Regions from separate parts of the Mus musculus genome. Here regions 1, 2, 3, 4, 6 and 7 are each linked to region 5. A link is a contact called in public Hi-C, HiCAR-type and promoter capture Hi-C data. All regions are on one chromosome and are shown on one strand. The core of a region is the stretch at or near the end of the contact, and the rest is flanking DNA. Distances in the headings are between cores, read along the strand shown.

Evidence for each region. Promoter capture Hi-C pulls out the DNA fragments that hold promoters and counts their contacts. Hi-C and Micro-C count contacts between places; a contact is called where the count stands out from the background. HiCAR-type assays count read pairs that join an accessible place to other places.
Region 1: a promoter capture Hi-C map of neural stem cells shows a contact between it and region 5. The contact joins the enhancer-like site here to the promoter of 3930402G23Rik in region 5. A contact is called at or near these places in 6 of 39 promoter capture datasets (cranial neural crest, embryonic stem cells, hippocampal neurons and 3 more) and 10 of 115 datasets of contacts at active chromatin or transcription factors (astrocytes, embryonic fibroblasts, embryonic stem cells and 3 more).
Region 2: a contact with region 5 is called in a Hi-C map of stem cell-derived neural stem cells, with 2.2 times the contacts expected there. The contact joins the enhancer-like site here to the promoter of 3930402G23Rik in region 5. A contact is called at or near these places in 7 of 39 promoter capture datasets (the 3T3-L1 cell line, 3T3-L1-derived adipocytes, the HPC-7 cell line and 3 more), 5 of 484 Hi-C or Micro-C datasets (the N1E-115 cell line, cortical neurons, nephron progenitors and 1 more), 16 of 115 datasets of contacts at active chromatin or transcription factors (astrocytes, differentiating embryonic stem cells, embryonic basal ganglia and 9 more) and 1 of 9 other capture datasets (embryonic stem cells).
Region 3: a contact with region 5 is called in a Hi-C map of adipose-derived mesenchymal stem cells, with 3 times the contacts expected there. The contact joins the enhancer-like site here to the promoter of 3930402G23Rik in region 5. A contact is called at or near these places in 2 of 39 promoter capture datasets (the 3T3-L1 cell line and liver) and 2 of 484 Hi-C or Micro-C datasets (adipose-derived mesenchymal stem cells and muscle stem cells).
Region 4: a HiCAR-type map of astrocytes shows a contact between it and region 5, with 5 times the contacts expected there. The contact joins the enhancer-like site here to the promoter of 3930402G23Rik in region 5. A contact is called at or near these places in 19 of 39 promoter capture datasets (the 3T3-L1 cell line, 3T3-L1-derived adipocytes, the C10 cell line and 13 more), 3 of 15 datasets of contacts at CTCF or cohesin (the NIH/3T3 cell line, large pre-B cells and pro-B cells), 21 of 484 Hi-C or Micro-C datasets (the G1E-ER4 cell line, the N1E-115 cell line, adipose-derived mesenchymal stem cells and 12 more), 23 of 115 datasets of contacts at active chromatin or transcription factors (the NIH/3T3 cell line, T-cell acute lymphoblastic leukemia, astrocytes and 15 more) and 1 of 9 other capture datasets (embryonic stem cells).
Region 6: a promoter capture Hi-C map of hippocampal neurons shows a contact between it and region 5, with 2.7 times the contacts expected there. The contact joins the enhancer-like site here to the promoter of 3930402G23Rik in region 5. A contact is called at or near these places in 2 of 39 promoter capture datasets (hippocampal neurons and liver) and 4 of 115 datasets of contacts at active chromatin or transcription factors (astrocytes, bone marrow-derived macrophages, embryonic brain and 1 more).
Region 7: a contact with region 5 is called in a Hi-C map of cortical neurons, with 2.3 times the contacts expected there. The contact joins the enhancer-like site here to the promoter of 3930402G23Rik in region 5. A contact is called at or near these places in 3 of 39 promoter capture datasets (the 3T3-L1 cell line, the HPC-7 cell line and cranial neural crest), 1 of 15 datasets of contacts at CTCF or cohesin (the NIH/3T3 cell line), 1 of 484 Hi-C or Micro-C datasets (cortical neurons) and 2 of 115 datasets of contacts at active chromatin or transcription factors (embryonic basal ganglia and forebrain).

What each region holds. Positions count from the first base shown.
Region 1 is chr8:10,417,821-10,420,642 of GRCm38.p6, forward strand. All of the region lies in intron 16 of Myo16 (myosin XVI), which reads left to right. All of the region lies in intron 1 of Gm51561 (a long non-coding RNA gene), which reads right to left. Among named protein-coding and RNA genes, the nearest start is that of Gm51561, 11 kb to the right of the region's middle. Within about 2 kb of position 1,266, at least 21 of the 459 cell types and tissues checked have an H3K27ac peak or open chromatin away from gene starts, as enhancers often do. A contact at or near this core is called in neural stem cells, where this site is marked.
Region 2 is chr8:10,438,335-10,441,263 of GRCm38.p6, forward strand. It overlaps Myo16 (myosin XVI), which reads left to right. Exons shown (of 35, transcript NM_001319151.1): 18 at 465-582; 19 at 1,299-1,370. Among named protein-coding and RNA genes, the nearest start is that of Gm51561, 9.6 kb to the left of the region's middle. Within about 2 kb of position 1,342, at least 10 of the 459 cell types and tissues checked have an H3K27ac peak or open chromatin away from gene starts, as enhancers often do. A contact at or near this core is called in the N1E-115 cell line and stem cell-derived neural stem cells, where this site is marked.
Region 3 is chr8:11,386,160-11,389,031 of GRCm38.p6, forward strand. All of the region lies in intron 4 of Col4a2 (collagen, type IV, alpha 2), which reads left to right. Among named protein-coding and RNA genes, the nearest start is that of Gm46030, 47 kb to the left of the region's middle. Within about 2 kb of position 1,307, at least 35 of the 459 cell types and tissues checked have an H3K27ac peak or open chromatin away from gene starts, as enhancers often do. A contact at or near this core is called in adipose-derived mesenchymal stem cells and muscle stem cells, where this site is marked.
Region 4 is chr8:10,572,718-10,575,541 of GRCm38.p6, forward strand. The region is part of intron 32 of Myo16 (myosin XVI); the gene reads left to right. Among named protein-coding and RNA genes, the nearest start is that of Gm32330, 99 kb to the right of the region's middle. Within about 2 kb of position 1,349, at least 14 of the 459 cell types and tissues checked have an H3K27ac peak or open chromatin away from gene starts, as enhancers often do. A contact at or near this core is called in the N1E-115 cell line, astrocytes and neural progenitor cells, where this site is marked.
Region 5 is chr8:10,926,771-10,929,947 of GRCm38.p6, forward strand. 3930402G23Rik (RIKEN cDNA 3930402G23 gene) reads right to left here and starts at 1,687. Exons shown (of 4, transcript NR_135302.1): 1 at 1,499-1,687; 2 at 1,250-1,338; 3 at 515-751; 4 at 1-225.
Region 6 is chr8:10,533,152-10,536,408 of GRCm38.p6, forward strand. The region is part of intron 28 of Myo16 (myosin XVI); the gene reads left to right. Among named protein-coding and RNA genes, the nearest start is that of Gm51561, 100 kb to the left of the region's middle. Within about 2 kb of position 1,895, at least 75 of the 459 cell types and tissues checked have an H3K27ac peak or open chromatin away from gene starts, as enhancers often do. A contact at or near this core is called in hippocampal neurons, where this site is marked.
Region 7 is chr8:10,473,218-10,476,340 of GRCm38.p6, forward strand. It overlaps Myo16 (myosin XVI), which reads left to right. Exons shown (of 35, transcript NM_001319151.1): 22 at 1,407-1,559; 23 at 2,771-2,971. Among named protein-coding and RNA genes, the nearest start is that of Gm51561, 45 kb to the left of the region's middle. Within about 2 kb of position 1,469, at least 17 of the 459 cell types and tissues checked have an H3K27ac peak or open chromatin away from gene starts, as enhancers often do. A contact at or near this core is called in cortical neurons, where this site is marked.

The DNA of each region.
Region 1 (2,822 bases), core at 16-2,515, 510 kb before region 5:
TGTATGTTATGTGTGTCTATGTTTGACTATATGTGTTCATTTGTGTGTTTATATATAAGTATATGTGTGTGTGCAGGTGTTTTCATGTGTGCATGTGTGTATGTGCGTATGTATATGTATGTGTGTAGGTGAACATATATATGTATGTATATATGTATGCATGTGTGCTTCTGTGTTTCTCTGGCATGTGTATATGTGCATATGTGTGTATATGTGCATGTATGCACATGTACTTGTGTGTTTGTATAACGCGTGTGTGTGTTCTTTCAGATCTTGTTATATGGATCTAGTAAAGTGTCATACTAGTGACTAGTCCCATCTGCCCAGTCGCCGCAGCGGCCACTCGCTAAGTGGAACCCTTTGCCACTGCACTGGGCACCCACACTGCCCTGCCAGAAGTGCCTCCTTCCCTCTGAGTATGGAGTGGGGCCTCCCCTACCCCGTTTTGTATTAGTCTGAGTTCCTTTGAGCCCTGGTAGGCACTGTCCACACCCCAGCCCCCTTCTCACGTATCTAGGGTTTTAACACATGGTAACCTCTCTTGAAGTCTCCATGTGTTCTCTGGACTGCCAAGACTTCATGTTAGATAGGGTTCTCTAAATGACCAGAACTGGTAAAATGTATTACACAGGGAGATTCATAGATGGTTCACACTGTGTTCTGATGATGACGATACTTGAGAAGCAGCAACTTCTCAACCTGTGAGGCTCAACCTGCCTCAGCCATCCAGTGCGGCTTAGAAGGCAGGGTGGACTCTGGGGAGAGCCACTCATTCTTGGTCCGCTTTGGATGAGTGGAGAACTTTGGTTCAAAAGTCAGTAAAGGATGGTGGCAGCCACTAAAGCCACAGGGTGGATGCCCTCACCAGCAAGGAGCAAAAGCAGGCAGGCAGCACTGTGCCTCCGTCCTGACATCCTGTCTGGGCTACCACTGGGAAGTGCTGCTTACTCTGGGGGAGAGCCCTGACACCTTGGTCAATCTTTCTTAGAAAGGCACTCAGAAACTGGTCCAAAAGCTTGCCTCTTAGTTGACCCCAAATCTAATGACAGTGACATTCAGGATCACAGTCTCGGTCGCCTGGAGGACACAGTGTCATGGGACCCAGCTGAAGGTAACCTCTTTCCTTTGTCCTAGCTGGGTAACACACTGCCAAAACTTGTGCTCTGACAGAGCTGTCAGCTGAACCCACCTGTGTCGCAACAGAGCCAGAGCTGTGGATGCCGGCTGCATTTAGAGAACAATCTCTTCAGCAAGAGGGACTGCCTATAGCCCATGAATATGCAACAATAAACACAGTTCATGAATATTCAGTGGCACATATGTGTTTTGCCCTGCTCAAAGCCTGCATGCTCAGTCGTTGAGTGCAGTTGAGAGGAGACCAAGTCTCCTAGGGAGAGGGATCAAAATACTTCTCTCCTTCATGGGCCAGGCAGACCGCTCAGTGCATGTGGGTGACAGGGATCTCTTGGCTCCCACTCAGTGCCAAGTGTGTGCCCGCCCCTACCCCGCCACCCGTCACTGCTCCTGAGGAAGCTTTTGCCTATTAGCATCCTACAGAGAACAATGGAGATCACACACTTATGAAGAGATTACAAGGAAGGGTTAGGTTTTTCAGGTCCACAGAAGCATTGGATTCCAGGATTGTCCCTCCACTCTTCTGTGTGGCTGCCTGACTATGGCCTCATCCAGGATCAGGCCCAGAGTCTTTAGTGGATTAAATCAAGAGTCAGGACTTTGAATGACCCGGTCAAGTTGATGAGTGACATATCAGAGTTACTGAAGTCCATTATCTTTTTCTGTTATTGTTTAAGTTATTTACTTTTCATGCCAATCACGCCTTCCCCTCCCTCCTCTCCTCCCAGTTCCTCCCGCTGACTACAACCCCCCAATCTATCCCTTTGCCCTTTCTCCTCAATAAAAAGGAGGTTTCCCAAGGCTATTAGCCAGCCTTGGCATAGCAAGTTGCAGTAAGACTAGATGCATTTTCTTCTATGGTGACAAGACAAGGTAGCCCAGCTATGGCAAAGAGGTCCAGAGGCAAATGATGCTGCCAGAGACAGCCCCTGCTCCCACTATCTTTTGATGGTGGATCAACCTGAATGTGGAAAGGCACTGGAGCCTCAGGGCCCCAGGGGGCCGGGTAGGATCTCTCAGCAAGTCCCTCCAGGCCTGCTGCTGGTCCTTCTTCCATTCTCATTGGGCCACGTGATTAATGCTACACATCACAAGCTAACAACAACAAAAGTACAAACAGAAATTAAAACTCCCGTAAGAATGTCCGCTCACATATCCTAGGCCAGAACACCATCTGAGGGATCTAAAATATACCGTGTTTCTGTGCCAGCCAGGAGATAAAGAAAACATTTTTCCTTAAGTGGGACTCATTTAGTTGCAATGAGAAAGAGTTTGTCAGCAGGGCCTGGAAGGGGTGGGGTGGGGACGAGGGGACTTGGTATACTCCTTCTGTGTGTTTTAGGGAACTCCCTCAGGCTCACATCAAACATGTGGGGGTCACCACCTCGGTTTTTACAGAGTCCTGGGATCAGGTTATATGTTTACACATCTGCACGTAAAGCTAAAGATACATTCTTTAAAATCAGAACTTGGAAGTTACTAGGGGACTGAAATTAAAAAAACAAAACAAAAACAAAAACAACCACAAAAACAAAAACATAAAAACAACCTTCCTGATGTTCAGCATGGAGTTGGCACAAGGCTCAGCACACCTCTGTTCCAGCTGCATACAGCCAGGTCTGGAACATACTTCTGTCCCGCCTGTATCCCAGTTCAGTGCCTCAATGACATAGGGCCACCAAGTAGCT
Region 2 (2,929 bases), core at 92-2,591, 490 kb before region 5:
GAGTCCAGTGGGAAATGCTGCCTTCTGTTAATTATGGAATGCTATACCTAAGAATTGCTTGAGATCAGTACCTCCAGGTGCTTACTTTATAAATGGGAAAGTGGCAATTCCCAGCTTCAGGTCCCACTCTTCCCTCAGTTCCAGGCTTCCAGACCAGGCCCTCCTCTCCTGTTCCCTGCACCCATGTGCAAGAACAGCTTGGGACAGTGGGGTGTTTCCTGCAAGTGATTGGACTACAATCACTATTTATATATATATATAATAATGATTATCCAGAACACACTGATTCATACCAGAACAGCAATTTAGGGCAACGCACATGGAGCTGAGATTTGATTTTGAGCAGTTTCTTGAATCTCCCACTGTGGGTCTGAAGAGTGGCAAGCCCAACCCCACCAGAATGCTCCCGGTTGCTTGGAGCTCCCACCTCTGAATTATTCTATCTGTTCTCTGTAAACACTTAGGAGGTGGAAAACCTATTCGTTATCCTATCGGCGATACTACACATCGGAGACATTCAGTTCACTGCACTAACAGAAGCTGACTCGGCCTTTGTCTCTGACCTCCAGCTTCTGGAACAAGGTCAGTGGAGCACCACCACCTTGATGGCAAAGTCGTTGGGGGTGCAGTTTCACAGTTTTGCCAGCAGATGGCGACACAGCACAGAATCCGGCTGGCTGCAACAATCACTAGCTGGTCTGAAGTCTTGGGGGGAGGGGAGAACCTCTTTCTTTTCTCGAAAGGGGGTGGTTGACAAACGTGCTTTCGTGGTCCCATTCTGCACAGGGGTATCATCATATACTTTAGATCATTTGATATTATTAGAATATTCTTTGCCCCAACCTGCTGTCCACACAGTATTTGGAGAGGAGTCGTTAGCTAAACATTATAAACTCACAATTACTTTCCTTTAAACACCATGTTCAAAAGCCCCTCTTGTTTGATATTGTTTTCATGGTCACATCTAGTTTTAAAAAAATATCCTCAAACCACGGGCTTCCAATAAATGGCCTATTTTCACCTGTTTCAAAGTTATTTTAATAAGGAATTTGGAAAAAAATAATCCAGCCCTATCTACAAGGGTGGTGAAGGGGAAAATATGTCCTTACTAAATCCAGACAGACACAAGATCCCACCAGTGTCTGGAGTACTAAGGCATTTCTCTAGATGAGTTTAAGCCAGAGAGTAGAAGTTGCTCTCCTTCTAACATGAAGTATGCACACAATGGACACAAATCGCAGTGTTCTTAGTGTTGAAATGCATGGTGCTTTCTTATTTACAGCTGTGTTTGATTTCAGTGGCAGGTATGTTGCAAGTGTCGACCGACGAGCTGGCATCCGCCCTAACAACTGATATTCAGTATTTTAAAGGTAAGTCCTTGTGCAACCTGACTTTTACCTTTGTACAGTCCCTGGGCTTCTTTGAAATGGGGAAATTAAACACAGCCTTGCCTGTCTCCACACGGGGGAAACTGTTTGCATGGACTGAGTGCCAGGAGAAAGCACTGAAAGGCTGCTGTATGGGAACCCTGCCATGCTCCCGGGAGATCATTCTGAGTAACTAGCCCCCTTCCTAATCAACCTGTCAGTTCAGAAAAACAAAGCCATCAATCTAAGAGGATGTATTCTCATAAAACATGGATCTTCATGGGGGAGGGGTGCGGCCTTCTCTCTGCCTTTCCCCGCTCAGAATGGGGGCTGTCATTTATTTGGTGTTTATGAGGGAATGGCATGGAGCCAAATGGTCCGAAGTTTGTCATTTCTGATCTCAAGAATGGTCAGGAGGCGGGCATAACTATTACTCTCCTCAGGGAGGAAAGTAGTCAGATTAAAAGGGGTTAATCACCAGAGATGCCAAGCCACTGGTAAAGAAGCTGTCTACCTTCACAGGGCGGCTTCAGCCCTCTGTGTATGCCTACTCCCTGTGGCACCCACTGGTGCAAGGCCGTGCTCCGTGCACAGGAGACTAGCACTCCTGCATGTGCTTCAGCTATCCACTGAAATGTCAGGATGGATGCCCTTCTTCAACCTTCCTCTTCATAGCTGTGAGGGCTGGCCTCCCCGGGCACTCTATGTCGAACTTACCAGCTGCTTCGTGGGTCTGGCTTGCAGGGATTTTGATGCTTGGCTAATGACCCCTACTGCTTAGAATCCCCCCTTCCATGCTAATCAACATACTGAGTTTTCCCATGATCCATCCAGCTGTTCCCCAGGTTCTGCTGGCTCCCCTTACCCCTCACCCTTCTCTACCAAGTAGGTTGGGTCCCTCTGACCTCTCAAAGAGCTTCCCTCCTCACAGCCCTCCATTTCCTGTCCAGCATCACAGCAGCAGCTTCTGTTGGTGTTTTCTTTCCTCTGGAAGTCGCTCACCTCCACGGGAATGAAATGGAAGTGTGCTTCTCACCTGCGCGCAACAGTCTTTCCAAGACACCACTTTTCTTAGAGAATGCTCCTCCCTATAGGACAGACTTCCAGGCCCCCTTAGCCATTCTTAGCCATGTCTCCATCTACGTCTCTGCTCCCACCTATGTCAAGTGCCTGGAGTTCTCAAGATGCTGCTGGTCTTTCTGAAGACATGTTCTTAGTCGGGGTTCTGTTGCTGTAACAAAACACCATGACCCAAAAGCAAGCCAGGGAGGAAAGGGTTAATTGTGCCTACACTTCTGAGAAGGAGGTCAGGACAGGAACTCAAGAGGGTCAGGAGACTTGAGACAGGAGCTGATACAGAGGCCATAGAGGGATGCTGCTTGCTGTCTTGCTTCGAATGGCTTGCTCAACCTGCTTTCTTAGAGAAACTAGGACCACAGCCCAGGGATGAGACCACCATGGGTTGGGTCCTCCCCGAATTGAGCATTATATGAGAAAATGCCTTACAGCTGGATCTCATGGAGGCATTTCGTCAACTGAGTCTCCTTCTTCTCCGATGACTC
Region 3 (2,872 bases), core at 57-2,556, 460 kb after region 5:
GGCTCTGCTTATATTCTGAAGGATTGTTGGTCCTGAGCAGTGGTTCCCAACCTGTTATTCGTGATCCCTTCTTGGAGGCCACATCGCAGAGATCCTGCATATCAGACATGTACATTATGATTCACAACAGTAGCAAAGTTGCAGTTAGGAAGTAGCAACATAAGGAGCTGTATTAAAGGGTCGCAGCATTAGGAAGGCTGAGAACCCCTGCTCTCAAGAGTCTTAGAAACCCTGTCTCTGTGACTAAGTCACTGTTCTAGTCTATGTGGCCATGTGACCAAACACCTCAGACTAGAGAACTTAAGGTCATTGCTTGGGCCTTGGAGAAATGCAGTTAAGAGCACTTGCTAGCCGGGCAGTGGTGTTGCATGCCTTTAATCCCAGCACTCGGGAGGCAGAGGCAGGTGGATTTCTGAGTTCGAGGCCAGCCTGGTCTACAAAGTGAGTTCCAGGACAGCCAGGGCTACACAGAGAAACCCTGTCTCGAACAAAACAAAACAACGAGCACTTGCTAGTTGGTCTAGGTTCCCAGACCCACACCCTTCTGTAACTGCAGCTCCCGAGAATCCAGTGCCCTTCCCTGGCCTCCATGGGCAGTGCGCACGTGGTACTCATACTCACGAAAGCAAACAGCCCACACCTGAACACCACAGATTCAGTGTCGAGGGAGGAGTCACTGCGTCCCAGGCAGTGCCTAGCTCCTGTGTCCTCTCATGGACAGGGTAGTCCACTAACCCGTTTATGAAGATCCACCTGTAACCTTCACACCTTCTGATAACAAAACCTTCAATGCCACTTTGGGGGTGGGGGGTGGGGCACAGGTATTCACTTCAGCATGTGGGCTTTGGGGATCTTCACATACTCAGACCAGAGCAGTTTCTGCCAGGTGATACAGCTTAGCAAACAGTATAACGGTGGTGGATTTAAGTTGCTTCCTTTTGCTATCTGGCCTTTGACGCTATCACTTCTGGGTCAGTTCAGTGCTTCTGATATAAAGTTAAATGGCAGAGTATGCAGCCAGAGGAGCTGGGCTGAGGTCTGAGGGACAGTAGCGTTTCAAGAGACCACGGAGAAATCCCTGCATGAAAGCTAAGAGAGAAGAGACAGGAGAGGCCCATCAGGGCCATGCGCCACCCTGCCAGCTCACAGGGGACACCCACCTGCCATACTCACACTGAGGGGAACTGGCAGTGTCCACTGGGAACTGTCTTGTCTGTTGCTTTGTGGAAAGGTACACTAACAGACAGCGACAGCCAGGGCTCTTCACAGCAGGAGATAGTACTGTGGTTGATCGCTGTGCTGGGTAGACTGCAGCCAGCCCACAGTGGTCACAGTTCTGCCTCCCAGATTCTTGTCTGGTGTGTCAGATCCAGAGCAGTGCTACTGTTTTGCATGAAAAAAAAAATTAATATTTGGATCACAGGAATGGTTGCCAAACTGAATGGCTAGTACATTCCCACAATCGCATAAGCCATAATTCCCCAGTGTAGACCAGATAGTGGGTTACTATTCATAACCCTAAATCTCTGAGCTGAAGAGGCCTGAGCACACCAGAAAGCTCCCCCTAGATATGTTGAAAGCTTTCTAGGGAGTCATGGCCAAATGTGGCCCTCAGTGTTCACAGAGGAAGGACCCCTGAAGGCTGGAGCTGTACTTCAAGATCAGCATACCGCCTGGTCTTAAAGAGGTTACAGGCTGAGGACACACCAGCAAATTAGGAGTCATAGTTAGAAACCATTCCATGTCTAGATACCTCCCCCAAACCCAGGCAAACCCAGGCCACCCAGTTGCTTTCAAAGGGGAGTTTGTACAACTGGAAATGGGTTTCTACGATAACAGTACTTTAATAAGAAATTTAATTTGAATTATTTGTGATTTACAAATAAGTCAGCTGTTTTCCCTCTGGCACCATTGACAATCAACTTTTTTTAAAAGATTTTATTTATTTATTAAGGACACTGTAGCTGTCTTCAGACACCCCAGAAAAGGGTGTCAGATTTCATTATGGATGTTTGTGAGCTACCATATGGTTGCTGAGATTTGAACTCAGGACCTTCGGAAGAGCAGTCAGTGCTCTTAACCGCTGAGCCATCTCCCCAGCCCCCGGCAGTCACCCTTTTAAACCTATAACTGTGTATATACAAGATGGGGTGGGGTTGTGCCACAGTGTGCTCATGAAAGTCATAGACAACTTTGTGGAATAAGTTTTCTCCTTCCATTCTCGTATGGGTCCCAGAGGTTGAACTCGGTCCATAAGACTTGCTTGTCATACATCATCAGCCTTGCCTGTCACACATCAGGCTTCCCTGTCACAAGCCATGTCACCATCTCACTGGCCCAAAGTCCATTTTTACACCTTCTAAGTGTAAGAGACATATAACAGTCCACCTGTGTGTGCGCACGTGTGTACTTAGATAACTAGGCATGTGGATCAATGATAAAGATAAATAGAGACGGTGGATACGTGGCAGAGACTGACAGAAGATAGAGAGAGGCGTGGATGGATGGAGGTTGGATAGACATTTCTCCTGACTCCATTTAACCAAGCTGACTGCTCGGTTGTCTTGCTTGCTAGAAGATAAATGAAGACTGGTCTTCCATGCTTGCCTAGCCTCCAGGAGGCTGGTGGACTTTTCTGCATGCATGTCAGGGAAGGAAAGCTCTCTGACTAATCCTGCAAAGGGCCTCTGGTGTCCTGGAAGCTCACCCCAGGAGCCACGCTGGGAGTGAGGACGGAGCAGTGACAAGGGGACGCTTCCGGGGCGTTACAGGCACTAAAGGAGGGAGCACACAGGTGGATATAAATAGACAGGATCCATGTCAAATAGCTAGCCAAGTTGACTTTGCAACCACAACAGCCCCACCCCCAAGC
Region 4 (2,824 bases), core at 99-2,598, 350 kb before region 5:
AAAGGAAAGAAAAGCTGCTTTGAAGCATTTATGATCACTTCTGTAATATCAGGAATCTTAATGACATGAGCCTCGGCTGTTCCCACCCAGATGCAGGAGTTCCCAACATACACTTAATGGAATTTTCCCAAGCCTGTGAGGGAAATGGGTTTATACGCTTGTGTGACATGCTCCCCTGAGATAGAGCAGGGCGATCTCTGAGACTGTGAAAGGGTTATGGTAAGATAGGGAAGGGAGAGATTTAATGCCCCTGCCGTGTGCTGGAGCAGCTTACATGATTATTAAGGCTTACAGGGTTTCATCCTCAGGAGAGAAAATCCACTTTCTACTGAGGGATCCCCGGGGTTACCATTCATAGTGAATCACAGCTCAGGCTCCCAATCGTCTTCTCTTGAATCTTTATTTTGAAAGACATTTTTATATCTAAAGTCATCTAGTGTGTGGCTAAGTCTCCCTTCTGGCAGGCATCAGTGGTAGCTCCCATTAATACCTGGATGGCTGTGAAGCTTGGAGATTGGCGCGCACGTTTTGCAGAGTGGGCTCACAGGGTTTCTTTTGCTTTTTAGCATGGTGACTTGGAGAGCACTAAACTGTCAGTGAATTTCCCGTTGCAGGTATTTTGAACACAAATGTGTTATGCAATAGTAAGGGAGAAATTGTGTACAGAAGTAAGGTCGGTTCTCTGGTATATAATTCTATCCCAGGACTATTCTGGAGACCTCCTTGTAGGATTTCATGAATAACAGTGTACATTAAAATAGTTCACTTTCTGTTTATCTTTGAGACAGAGTCTCAATTTGTAGCCTAAGCTGACCTCCAACTTATGGCAACCCTCCTGCCTTAGCTTCCAGAGTGGTGGGATTTAACAGGCACAAGTCAACATTCCAGGCTTTAGATTTTTCTTGTGAGCTAAATAATCATGGACATTCTAATAATACAGAACACAGAGTTGGGGGTGGGGAGAGGCACATAGACCTGACTGAAAAGATTAGCCATGTTGGACTAACAGCAGTGGGGGGCTTCAGGCACCATTTTTAACAGCCTGCTGCTCCCACACTCTATTCTGAGTTAACTACTACGAATATGCCCATAATACAGGTGGGGAAACAGAGGCTCAGAGAAAAGATAAGCTTGCCTAGTGTTCCTCTACAAAGCCTGACAGAGCAGTGGGTCTGTCCAGTACAGCTCTTTCCACAATTCTTTCCTTGATGCTGCCTGAGAAAAGACCAGGGGTAGAGGGGTTAAATACATATTTTATTGCTTCCGTGTGACAGTAACAGTCACAGAGCTTGGGTGAGAAAACTCAAGACTGTTGAATATGTACTTTTCGGGTTACAGGTAAACAGTCCTATAAATTCCAGAGACAGAATTAGACCAGTTAAGCCATTGAGGTGAAATATGACCAGATAGTTATTTGCCTTTGCCCTGTAAGAGCTAAAGTTTCAGCTAACTGCCACAGGGTTTTCTTCTGATGATCTGAGAATCACCATGCTAATTATTTCTCGTTGCTTCCTTTGAAAATGTGAGGCCCTTTTCAAATGGCAAAGGAGGCTTGGCCAGGACACCAGGAGGCGCTATTGCTCTGAGTGGTAGTTCCCGGCATGTTTGTCTTTATGGACTCTTAACTGAAAGTCACTGAACAGGATCCCAGGAAGATGGGGTATCCACGGAATACAGCGTGTGGTAGAAGTCTGAGGAGAAAAGTAGAAGGGAGCCAGACAGAGCTAAGATGAGTTTGATTCACAAGTTATTCCCTTAAAACACAACGAAAGCACAACACTCATTTCATTATTCCCTGACCCCGTGAATCCAGAGCGTTCCAGATGTAAACAAGTACTTGGAAATGATTACAGCAGAAGACTACTATAACATGTCTTCCATACAGTAGCTGGGTTGACTACTGTATGGAAGCTCTACCTTCTGTAGAGGCCAAGAGGCACATAGAGGCTTAAATATAGACGGAGGCATAGATATACAGATATTTCCTAGATCCAGAGCCTGGTAGCACTTTCATTTAAGGCTTGCTTAATCCAAGTAGAAATCATCATAAGTTTCTGATATTCTACTCGATTATATAAACATTTCAGATAAAGAATATTTTGAGTTTGGAAGTCTGTATTTTATAAATTAAATCTTACAGAACCGTGTTTTTATTTTCGAATACTGTTTGTTTTAGAAGGGCTTTAAAGTTGGCCTGTGGAAGGTTTTGAGTGTACTGGAGGGAATAGGTTACACAAGTAAGTACCTTGTGGTCTGGGATGCTTTGTCTTTCTTTTCTCACACCACTCCCCATCACTGGGTGAACTGGAAGTGCACGCTGGGGCTCAACCTTTGTTAATATTTATAAATACCTCATGTTTACGTTCTTCAACAGGAAAGGTATATTCTTAAGTGTCTTTACCTCAGACAGTCACTGCACCCAGTCTAGGCCCATAGGGTGCCCACTACCCACAACAAGGCTGATTCTGGAAGCTAGGGTTCACTATTCATTGTATAACCACAGCAGTTTGCATGCCACAAAACAAAACAAAACTAAACTAAACTAAAAACAAAAAACAAACTCCCAACAAGATTCCCCATTCCATCTTGTCTTACGCAGGAAAATAAAGGCAGCGGCGGTATCTTGATTCAACATTTTACAAAGCGTTGATGCTTCTGTGACAGGTACAATGCTGTACCCTAGACACTGCTTAGCAATGAGAAGCAAGATGGCGCCCGCTTCCTGGCTGACCAGCAGGATTGGTGTCTGCTTACTCATGCTCCTTGTCTGCAAGTGCCTACTCTCCACTGGTGGTGTGAAATTTGAAGCGGAAATTCCAATGTT
Region 5 (3,177 bases), core at 437-2,936:
ACCACAAGCATCTACCACTCCCACCACCAGGAGACTGACTTCCCATCCCAGGCTGCTCTGTGTTGTCTTCTCCACCCCAGCACACCTGACCCCCTCACACAGATCTGGGGGTGATGTGCTTAGCAAGTGGTAACTGACAATGAAGAGATAGTTCAATCCATGTCCAGGTTCCTGGATGTCTTGGTTCAGATTTCCCAGAGGCAAGCTCGGTGATTGTTCCTGGTTCTGTAGCAAGAAAGGCAACAACGGGTCTGAGAGCAGGGAACACAACACTAGGGAGTCTGCAAATTTCCTGCAAGCTTCATGGGGAAATGTAAGGCTACTGCAGCAAGGATCCTGTGCACCCTGCTCTCCTGACCCCGTGAGACATAAAGGCTGGGTATCCTGTGCTGAGGGCTCCACCCTCCCCTCCTGTATTCTATGCAGGCTCCTGAAGCCCTACATCTGGGGGAAAGTGAGGTCGTGTTAGTTCCTCTGAGACTCCCAAGGGTCTAACTGCAACGTGTGGTAGTACCTTTGCCACCCAGGGAATCCACTGGGACTCACAGGACAGGCTGACTCTGCCTGTCCTCCACTTGGCTCCATGATACTGTGCTTTGACTGAGCCCATGGGAGGCCTCACTGGGAGGTGGCACTGGCTTAGTATTGCTCCTGCTATGTCCAAGTAGAATCCTTGCCTCCGCCATAAATTGTCAGTGGCATGGAGCCATTGGCTACTCAGTTCAGTTCCTTGGGTGACAGGACTGCAGCTCTATAGAGGGAGAACATAGATGTGTTCTCTCAACAAATAGTTGAAGCTAAAGATGGAGTCTTCTCACACTGAGTCCAAGAACTCACAGCCACACGCATAATCAGCCTCTCACTGGAACTGCCCAAGACCCAGATGCTCCCAAACCCTCAACAGTGAGCTCAGAAACTCATGAGCCAAAGACATAACCTGACAAAGCAGACCTGTGGCAGACACACAGTCCAGAGTGCTAGCCAAGCACACTCAAGCAGCAGGAGAGTGAACTCCAGGTGCAGCATAAACGAATAAGGGGTACTCAACAAAGCCACAAAAGGGATTGTGATCTATAGTTAGGCATTGTTACGTCAGGGCTGGCATGATCAAGGCCACCATCTTCCGTTTGATCGTTTGTTGTTTGTACTTCTGATTTTAAAAATGAAGGTACAAAAATATTACGCAGTCACAAACACACTGGCACAGGAGGCAAGCATGAATCACCCATAAGGGATCGAATCCACGTACCTTCACGTCCATGGGTGTGAAGCATCCTGGTGTTGGCTGGAGTAGATGGAACTGTGGGTGACTTCATGAATGCAGGGTTTCCTCCTGGCCTGATAAAAGGAAAACGTTCTGAAACTGAATTGCGGTGTCAACTACACAGCTCTGTGAACAGTCTGAAAACAGTCATGCCGGGTCCCACCACATCGAATGATTTACGTCTTAACAAAGGTAACAAAACCTATAGAGGGGCATCGAAGCAAGGACTCCCACCTGGCTTCTTCGTCACACTGTGCTCATGACCTCTATTCAGCGTCACCAGTAAGCCATGATCTCTTCTGGGGCAAAGGCCCCTGGGATTTGGATGGATGCCCAGGACTACAATCAAATGTTCTGGGGGGACCTGGTTCGACTCATTTCCTGGCTCACTCACACATTCCCCTTTGAGGTCTTATCCCAATGAAACAGCTCGTTCCGGTGGAGCCAGAGACTTCCAGAAGGCAGGGCCAACTTGGTCAACATCTCGGCAGCTTGAATCCCGTTGGCCTGGAAACGGTGCAAGTTTATCTATTTTGTAACCAAGCCCCGGCTCAATGAAATGTACTTTCCGCTGAGCTCCTCTCAGGGGCTTTGCCTTTCTCTGTCTATAGGGGAGGGATCGTTGCCAGGGGGATCTGGCTCTGTGGACAAGCTGATTTCCCAACCTGGGTAAGCTGGCTTTGCGTCCCAGGGTGTGCACGTCGGTCCGAGCCCTGATGACGGCAGAGCCCTCGGCTCTCGTCCCAGATGTCCACCTCCGTAAACAGTGCGGAAAAGCCCAAGCATCTCCTTGTTGCTTGGAAACCTAGGACAGACCTAGGGGGAGACAGTTTGATGGCCTAGTGAGTACCACCCTGAGTCTGTGATGAAAGCCTAAAGGAAAGGGGGGTGCCAGTAGACAATGGAGCCTCAGCTCTCCCCAAGCTCAGGCAGTCCCCTGGGCTGTTCTCAAGGCATCCAAGCTGCCCTGACAAGAAGGAGACAAAGCACTTCCCAGGACAGTGGGAACCCTGCCAGAAACTTCCAGCTCCCCGACATTCCCAGCCTTGCCTCTTGGGTCCTTTAAGACCTGTGAACTCACTCTGAAAGACAACTTTGGATCCCCTGGAACTGGGCTTACAAGGAGCAGTGAACCACCTGATGTGGGTTCTGGGAACTGAACCCCGATCATCTGTAAGAATAGCATCGTGTGCTTAACCTTCTAGCCACTGAGACTTCTCTCTAGACCCATCTCGGTCACTACTTTTAAAATGAAACCATTTTAGAAGTGTAAGACATATTACACTTTCCAGGAGTGAAGGATTGGGAGGGGGGTGTGTGTGATAGGGCTTGGTGTTGTCAGAACACCGGATAAGTGAACCCACACAGGAAAGAGAACCAAATACGAGGTACAGGTACCCACAGTGTGGCCCCTTTGCACAACCTGTGTACTATCTGTGTGCCATGGCTTTCCAAACCCTCCCCCTTGGGAGAAACTTGGCACAGGGTCGATTCGTGTTGTTCCTACAACTGCATATGAATCCAGGTATGCAATGGCCTTACATGTTTTAACTCTATTTGTTTTGTAAACAAACATGTTATGCTTTATAACTGCAGTGCTGTGCTGGTGAACAGTACACTACGTTACGAATTTGGTGTCTTAAGGCATCAATTAGTCACAATCAAGACACTGAGTAAAGTTAGAAGGATCCATCAAAGAGATTGACCAAAGTCAAGAGCCAAACACCATCTCAGTGGGTGAGATGGGGGCTAAGGACAGAGGATCCACCCAGACATGTTTGACAAGTTGACACTAGGTACTCTGATTCTTAGGTGAAAGTTAAGATGGAGTCTCCACAAGATCTCCATCATTGAGGACAAGAGTCTGGTGCAGCCGATCAAGCTGGCTAGGGTAACCAAAGTGCTGGGCAGGA
Region 6 (3,257 bases), core at 645-3,144, 390 kb before region 5:
GCCACCAGCCTTCCTGGCAAAAACAAACCCCCTTGATATGTTTGGCAAGGCCCAGCACTCTCTGCGCTCACTGGAAACGTGCCATTCTGTGCGATTTGTGGGTTTTAGCACCGTGGAGGCAACATAAGAGACTAGCCACTTTTACAGCAACACAGAGAACTACTGAGCTTGGTCAGTTGTCTCAATTCATGCCTGCTCACTCACACTTTGTAAAGCATCTAAGATGTACCCATATCGATCACCTTTCCAGCTCCGTGACAAAGAACCTGAGGTAGACGGAGGATGAAGAGGAAAGGTTGCCGTGGCTCACAGCTATAGTCATGGCCCATGAGAGCTGTTGTGTTTGGGCTTTGGCAGACTGAGCATCACACACAATGTATGTGTGTGAATAAAGACAGTCAGATTACTGTGTGGATAAAGGAGAGGGGAAGAGGAGAGAAGGGAAGATAGAGGCAACAGCTCAAACCAGTCATTGCATGACACTCAGGAAGAACAGGAGAGGAAAGGAAGGGAGAGGAAGAAATAAGAGGGAGACCCCTTTGGTCCCAGTGTCTCCTACTTCAAGGGTGAAGCACAGCCCCAATGGCCCAGCTTCCTCTTTCTAGGTTTAGCTTTTAATGGACCACCACTTCTCAGTAGTCACAGGCAAGGACCCAAGCCTTCAGCTCTTGAGCATTTAGGAGGCACATAAGATCCAAACTATAAAAGGAGAAGAATTCAAAAAACCCACAGAGTAAGGAAGCAGTCTTGAGCGAAACAAACTGTTCGTACTGGAGCCAGGCCTGCAGGCTGGGGGAGCTGCTCATGAACCCCACTCCAGTTTCTCTTTGCTCTGTCTCTCATCTGCCTCACAGTCACCCTAGGTGGCTTCTAGAAGCCGAACCTTCTTCTCAATCATCCCAGGCCACACATCTACCTTGGAGGTGACAGCTGGGTCTTGCTACCCTGAAACTGGGTGGGTGACCGGAACAAAAAGCTTACTGTAGTATTTGTCAATTTTTTTACCTGCGGCATGTTTTAGATGAAACATTGAGGTAGTATACAAATATTAACTGAAAATATATGACTTAGGTTTTTGTATTGGTCTTCCATGAGTTCGCAGCGCTATTCCCTGTGAGAACTGTGATGGTTGCGTTCAGTAGACACAGTGTGGAATCTCTGGGCATTTCTTCTGCTCCCCCAACCCCCTCACCTCCCCTTTGAGCTTTAACAAGTGGCCAAGTTTTGAGTTTCAGAGCTTCTCCCCGTGTTCCGTGTTACACATGATGTGTCTCATAGGCGCCCGGGGCAGCAGTCACTGAGCTGGCACAGGAAAGAAATAACTTAAGGCAAACTAACATGGGGGCACCCACTAGAGATGGAAGGGCACCTTAGGTGACATCAGGAGAGCATCATTGGCTGTCTTTAGGAAAAGGGGATTTGAGTGGAGAATGAAATCCTGGATTCATTGGAGGTCAAAGGTGACACAGAGGGCGAGCTTTTGTGAGGCATGCATTACTGCAAAACGGCCTCAGGTTTAAAGTCTATTGTTCTGAGTAGAAGTGCAGGGTCCTTGATGGGGTAAACATGGAGATGCTATTTCAGAAGCAGGGGGGAGCAGATGTCTGCACACATCAGAATGTGTATGAGAGCGGCATGACCTTCACGTCCCCATCAGAGAAAGTGTCACAGGTATACTCATCCATGACCAAGAGCACAAGAACCCAAGCTCAAGCACAGAAATCGCGACTTCACCCTCTAACCACTCAAGCGCCTCCTTTGTTTTCCTCCTTCCTTTTCTTCTTATTTAATCTTGGTGGAAGTCGGACTTTAAGTCACCGTCTGAGGGAGGACGCTTACTCATGCTGGGTTGTCATGGTTGCGCGTCGGTGCTGAGACTGGATTTAAAAAGGAAGAAATTACTAACCCAGAGTGATGTCAGCTCCCCGCTCTGGAGCCTGAGACATCAGTGTGAGCTCCACAGAGAGTATGGTTTAGCAAGATTGTGGGAGCTGAGGTCATTTCCGCTTAATCATTGCTGGGAGTTTTAAGTAGGTAATTGTAGAGTAGTGGTTTAAGCATAGCATGATGTAAAAGGTTTCAGGGCGTGTAATGTTTCTGTAAAGAATACTCTCCAGTGTTCACTGGTGTGTGTGTGTGTGTGTGTGTGTGTGTGTGTGTGTGTGTGTGTGTGTGTGTATGTGTGTGTGTTCAGACGCTGAGAGACTCTGAAACACTTCTCCCAGCAGGGAAGCTACTATCAGTGCTAATACCCAATCAGGATTCCCAGTGTATAGGTTGGTGTCAATCATGGGAGGAAGCTGGGATGCACATTGATGTACGCTGGTTGGCATCAGTCTTACCAGGACTGTGTCCAGGATGGGCTACTTGGCATAGCAATGGAAGAGAGTATTAAATTGAGACACACATTGGTACTTTTAAAAACGAAAATCAAATATATTTTAATAGGGAAGCATTTTCATCTCATCACACAAATATATTTTCTCCTTACTTAAAAAAAATTACTTTTCTTGCATGTGTATTTGTGGGTGCCTACATCTATGTGCATCACGTGCATGTCTGGTTCTGGCAAGAGACAAGAACCAGGCACTGGATCTCCTGAGCCTAAGATTGCAGATGGTTGTGAGCCACCATGTGGGTGCTGGAGCCCAAACCCAGAAATTCTTCAACAGCAGCAAGTGTTCTTTATTGCTGAGCCACCTCACTAGCCCAGCCTGAGCTTTTTTTTTTTTCTCCATACAATAAAGTTGAAAATACAAGAGGGAGGGAACTAAGGATGTGTGTGTGTGTGTCAGAGAGAGAGAGATGAATACAGAGAAAGAGGCAGAGAGAGATAGGCAGAGAGAGAGGCAGAGAGAAAGGCAGAGAGAGAGAGAAAGAGAGAGAGAGAGAGAGAGAGAGAGAGAGAGAGAGAGAGAGAGAGAGAGAGAGAAAGAGAGAGAGAGAGATTTCCCCCCAAGTACATCTGCTAATGAGTTCTGCATTCTCTAGTTATGGAAGACAGATTTTCTTCAGTCTTTTCAAGGGGAGACATCTATATCTATATTCTTCCTGCTGCAAGATGAGTAGTTGTAATCACAGACATCATGCTTATTTATATTTTATTTCTAGGTTAAACAGAAAATCACTTGTGTTAGAAACCGAGTTATTCCTAATAGAGTAATCAGACCCTTCTGGTCCAAAAGCAAAGCCTGTGTTGGAAATGTACTGCTACCCGGCTGGAGAGATGGCTCAGTGGTTAAGAGCACTGACTGCTC
Region 7 (3,123 bases), core at 219-2,718, 450 kb before region 5:
GAAGAGAAGCTCTTTCTGTGAAACTGTTAAGTCTGCATATGATGTATCCCTGCTGAGGAAAGAACATTTATGTTTGCCACTTCCATTTTAATTATGAAAAGATAGAGATGTTTATGAAAATAGCCAGTAGAGAAGGGAATTTGAAATTTTAAGTTATTCTACTTTGTTTCAAAAATATATCTTGTTGTGTTTCCTCAACTTAAAATGTCGAATTCCCTGAAAACTGAGGTTATTTTGTTACTAGGAAATAGTAGCTGCTATAAAATTATTAGACTTTAGCATGAAGTGTTTACCTTAAGTGCACAAAAGAGAAATGTCCCTTCTCCTGAAATGGAACCACTAGAAAATATTAGTTTAGTTATAGGATTGCTCAGAGAGCACATGGGGGAGAAAAGGGGCTCTGGAGACTGACCAGCTTGGTCCTGCAGGAGGTAGGCTGGAGGCAAAGCAGAGATGGGGCTGATGGAGCTGAAGGGAGTCAGGAAGAATGATGTGGGCAAGGCAGGTGTAAGGGCCAGTTCCTGCAGACACTGGGGTTAGGCTCAATTCTCAACAGCTGTGTTCCTGGAACCCACCCTCCTCCTCCAGTGACACCCGGCAGACATCTTCCCCTTTGGGCACATTCTCCCAGTCTTGGGCTTTGGCCTCTCCTGACCGCTTTTCAATGAGGTTGGTGTGATCCAAGCACTGTGTGTGAGGTGGGGAGATGGTGGAGGAATATATAAACATTTTAAGATAAAGCAAAAGCTTAAGGGAGGGGCTGTATGAGGGGGAACAGGGAGGAGGCAGGGACTGTGATTGGCATGTAAAATCAATCAATAAATTAATTAATGGAAGAAGAAATAATAAAAGACCTATGACTAAAAGATAACATTCTGTTTTCTCTGGAAAGAGAGTAATTGGAGGGTATATTCCAATTTAAATACACTATTTGTGTCATAAAGCCCTTACTCTGGATATAATTAGTAGAGGAAATCTATGTCTACTTTCACCTATAACCAATAGGTAACCAGAAGCAGGGGACACAGGAGCCCCACTCCTCTCCCTGGGAGCCCACAGCAGAAAGGCATTTCTCTCCAGTTGTCCTCAAGAGCCTGATCCATCTTCCTTTTAGAAGTGGTTTTCCTTTTTTTGAGTGCTCGAGACTTGTTTGCATGTTGGCACTGTGGTTACATTTGTTGTATTTAACATGCCCACCTCATGCTGAACATTGGGACAATATGACCTCACAAGTGACTGAGCGAAGCTGTCTTCCAGGGCAAGATCCATGAGTCATGCAAATGGAAGACTTAGTCTGAATGTCCCCATCTGTGTGCAACTGGGGGTGGGGTGGGGGCTGTAGCATTAGCAGGTGGCTCTGCATAGCAGACTGTGTTATCTACTGTATTGTTTTCTTCCCTGAACAGCTCTGTGTCAACCTGACCAACGAAAAGATGCACCACTATATCCAAGAGGTGCTTTTCCTACAAGAGCAAACAGAGTGTGTACAAGAGGGAGTTGCCATGGAAACTGCCTGTTCTCCTGGTAACCAGGCTGGAGTTTTGGATTTCTTCTTCCAGGTACTTACATAACATAATTAGAAACTTAACAGGATGCCTGCATTCAGGTGCCCCGGAGAGAGAGAATTTTCTTTTTGAAGGTCTTGTTTGTGAGGTATCCTTGTATATGAGATTCTGCAATGCCTTCATAATCCCCCAATAGATTTTTTGAGAAGCACAAATTATCCTTGCCTGAAGGGGCGTTGGAAAGCTCACAACTTCATTGAAAGGACAAGAAACATCAGAACTTGCTCATATAAGGATATTCACCATTTTACTTATCAAACCTAAAGGTCTCATTAGCCGATTACATGAGGCCAAAGCACAAAATGAGTTCTGTAATCTGATATAGGCCGAGAGACCATGAAATACATTGTTTGTTGTGCATTGGTCCTTAAAGGTCCTAAAATTTAAATTTTGAAATGTTGGCAGAAAAATATATGTGTATATATAAAGTTTGATTTTGAGTTGATCTTTAATTAAAATTCGGCCTAATTGCATCAGCATATGTTTATATCCATATTTATTGTTTCTGTGTACATTGAAAAGCTTTTGACTCATTATCTTTATTGTATCTATAAATTCTATAATTCTATTATTATGTAAGGCAGCAAGATATCTTAGTGGTAAAGGCACCTATCATCCTGGACATACCTGAAGGAAGGAAACAGCCAACTCTTGCAAGTCACCCTCAGACCTGCATATGAATGCCCTGGTGTGCAAACAGGTGGACAGGCACATGTACACACACTTGAACACACACAGAGACACACACATGGTAGGGGGAGATAATAAATATATGTGAGAGCATGTTTTATCAAGCATGTCAACAGTAACTTCTGTTTCCTATTATAGGATGCTGTTTGAAGTCACCCATCACTTCTAAATGCTTGACTAGTATTTCAAATAGGCACCATCTAGGTTTTTTTGAAAGCTTGTAGTAGCACTTTCCACCTTCTGTCTCTACAATTGTATATTTCTCTAAAACCATTTGTGTTTTCCTAACACTGTAGCAGAGGGATCTAATTCCTGCTACCCAGTTGTCAGGATAAGAGTTATATATGAGAGATCCAAGGTGGCAGAGTGCATCCGTGGGCAATCATAGACATGTGTTAAAAGTCAAGGCACTCCCATTCTGGTTAGCTGTGTGAATATAATAAAATTGGAGAGCGTATGTCAAGGATGCCAAGTGGAGCAACAGAAGAAAACGTTTGACCTTTGCTGACTTTCAGAAACCATCAGGATTCTTCTCCTTACTGGATGAGGAGAGTCAAGTGATTTGGTCAGGGGAGCCAAACCTCCCCAGAAAGCTGCAGGGTCTCCTGGAATCCTCAAACACAAATGCAGTCTACTCCCCTGTGAAGGACGGCAATGGAAATGTTGCTTTCAAAGGTCAAGGTGCGGCCTTCACTGTCATGCACTACGCAGGAAGGGTGAGTGGACGGCGACGGCCCACAAGGTGTGCCCTGTGGACTGATGCACCAAAGGGGAGGGAGTGTCAGAGCACATGGTTCCAGGATGTGTTACTATTCCACATTCAAAGGCCACATGAACAGCCTGCAGTCATTAAAGTTTGCAGATTGCT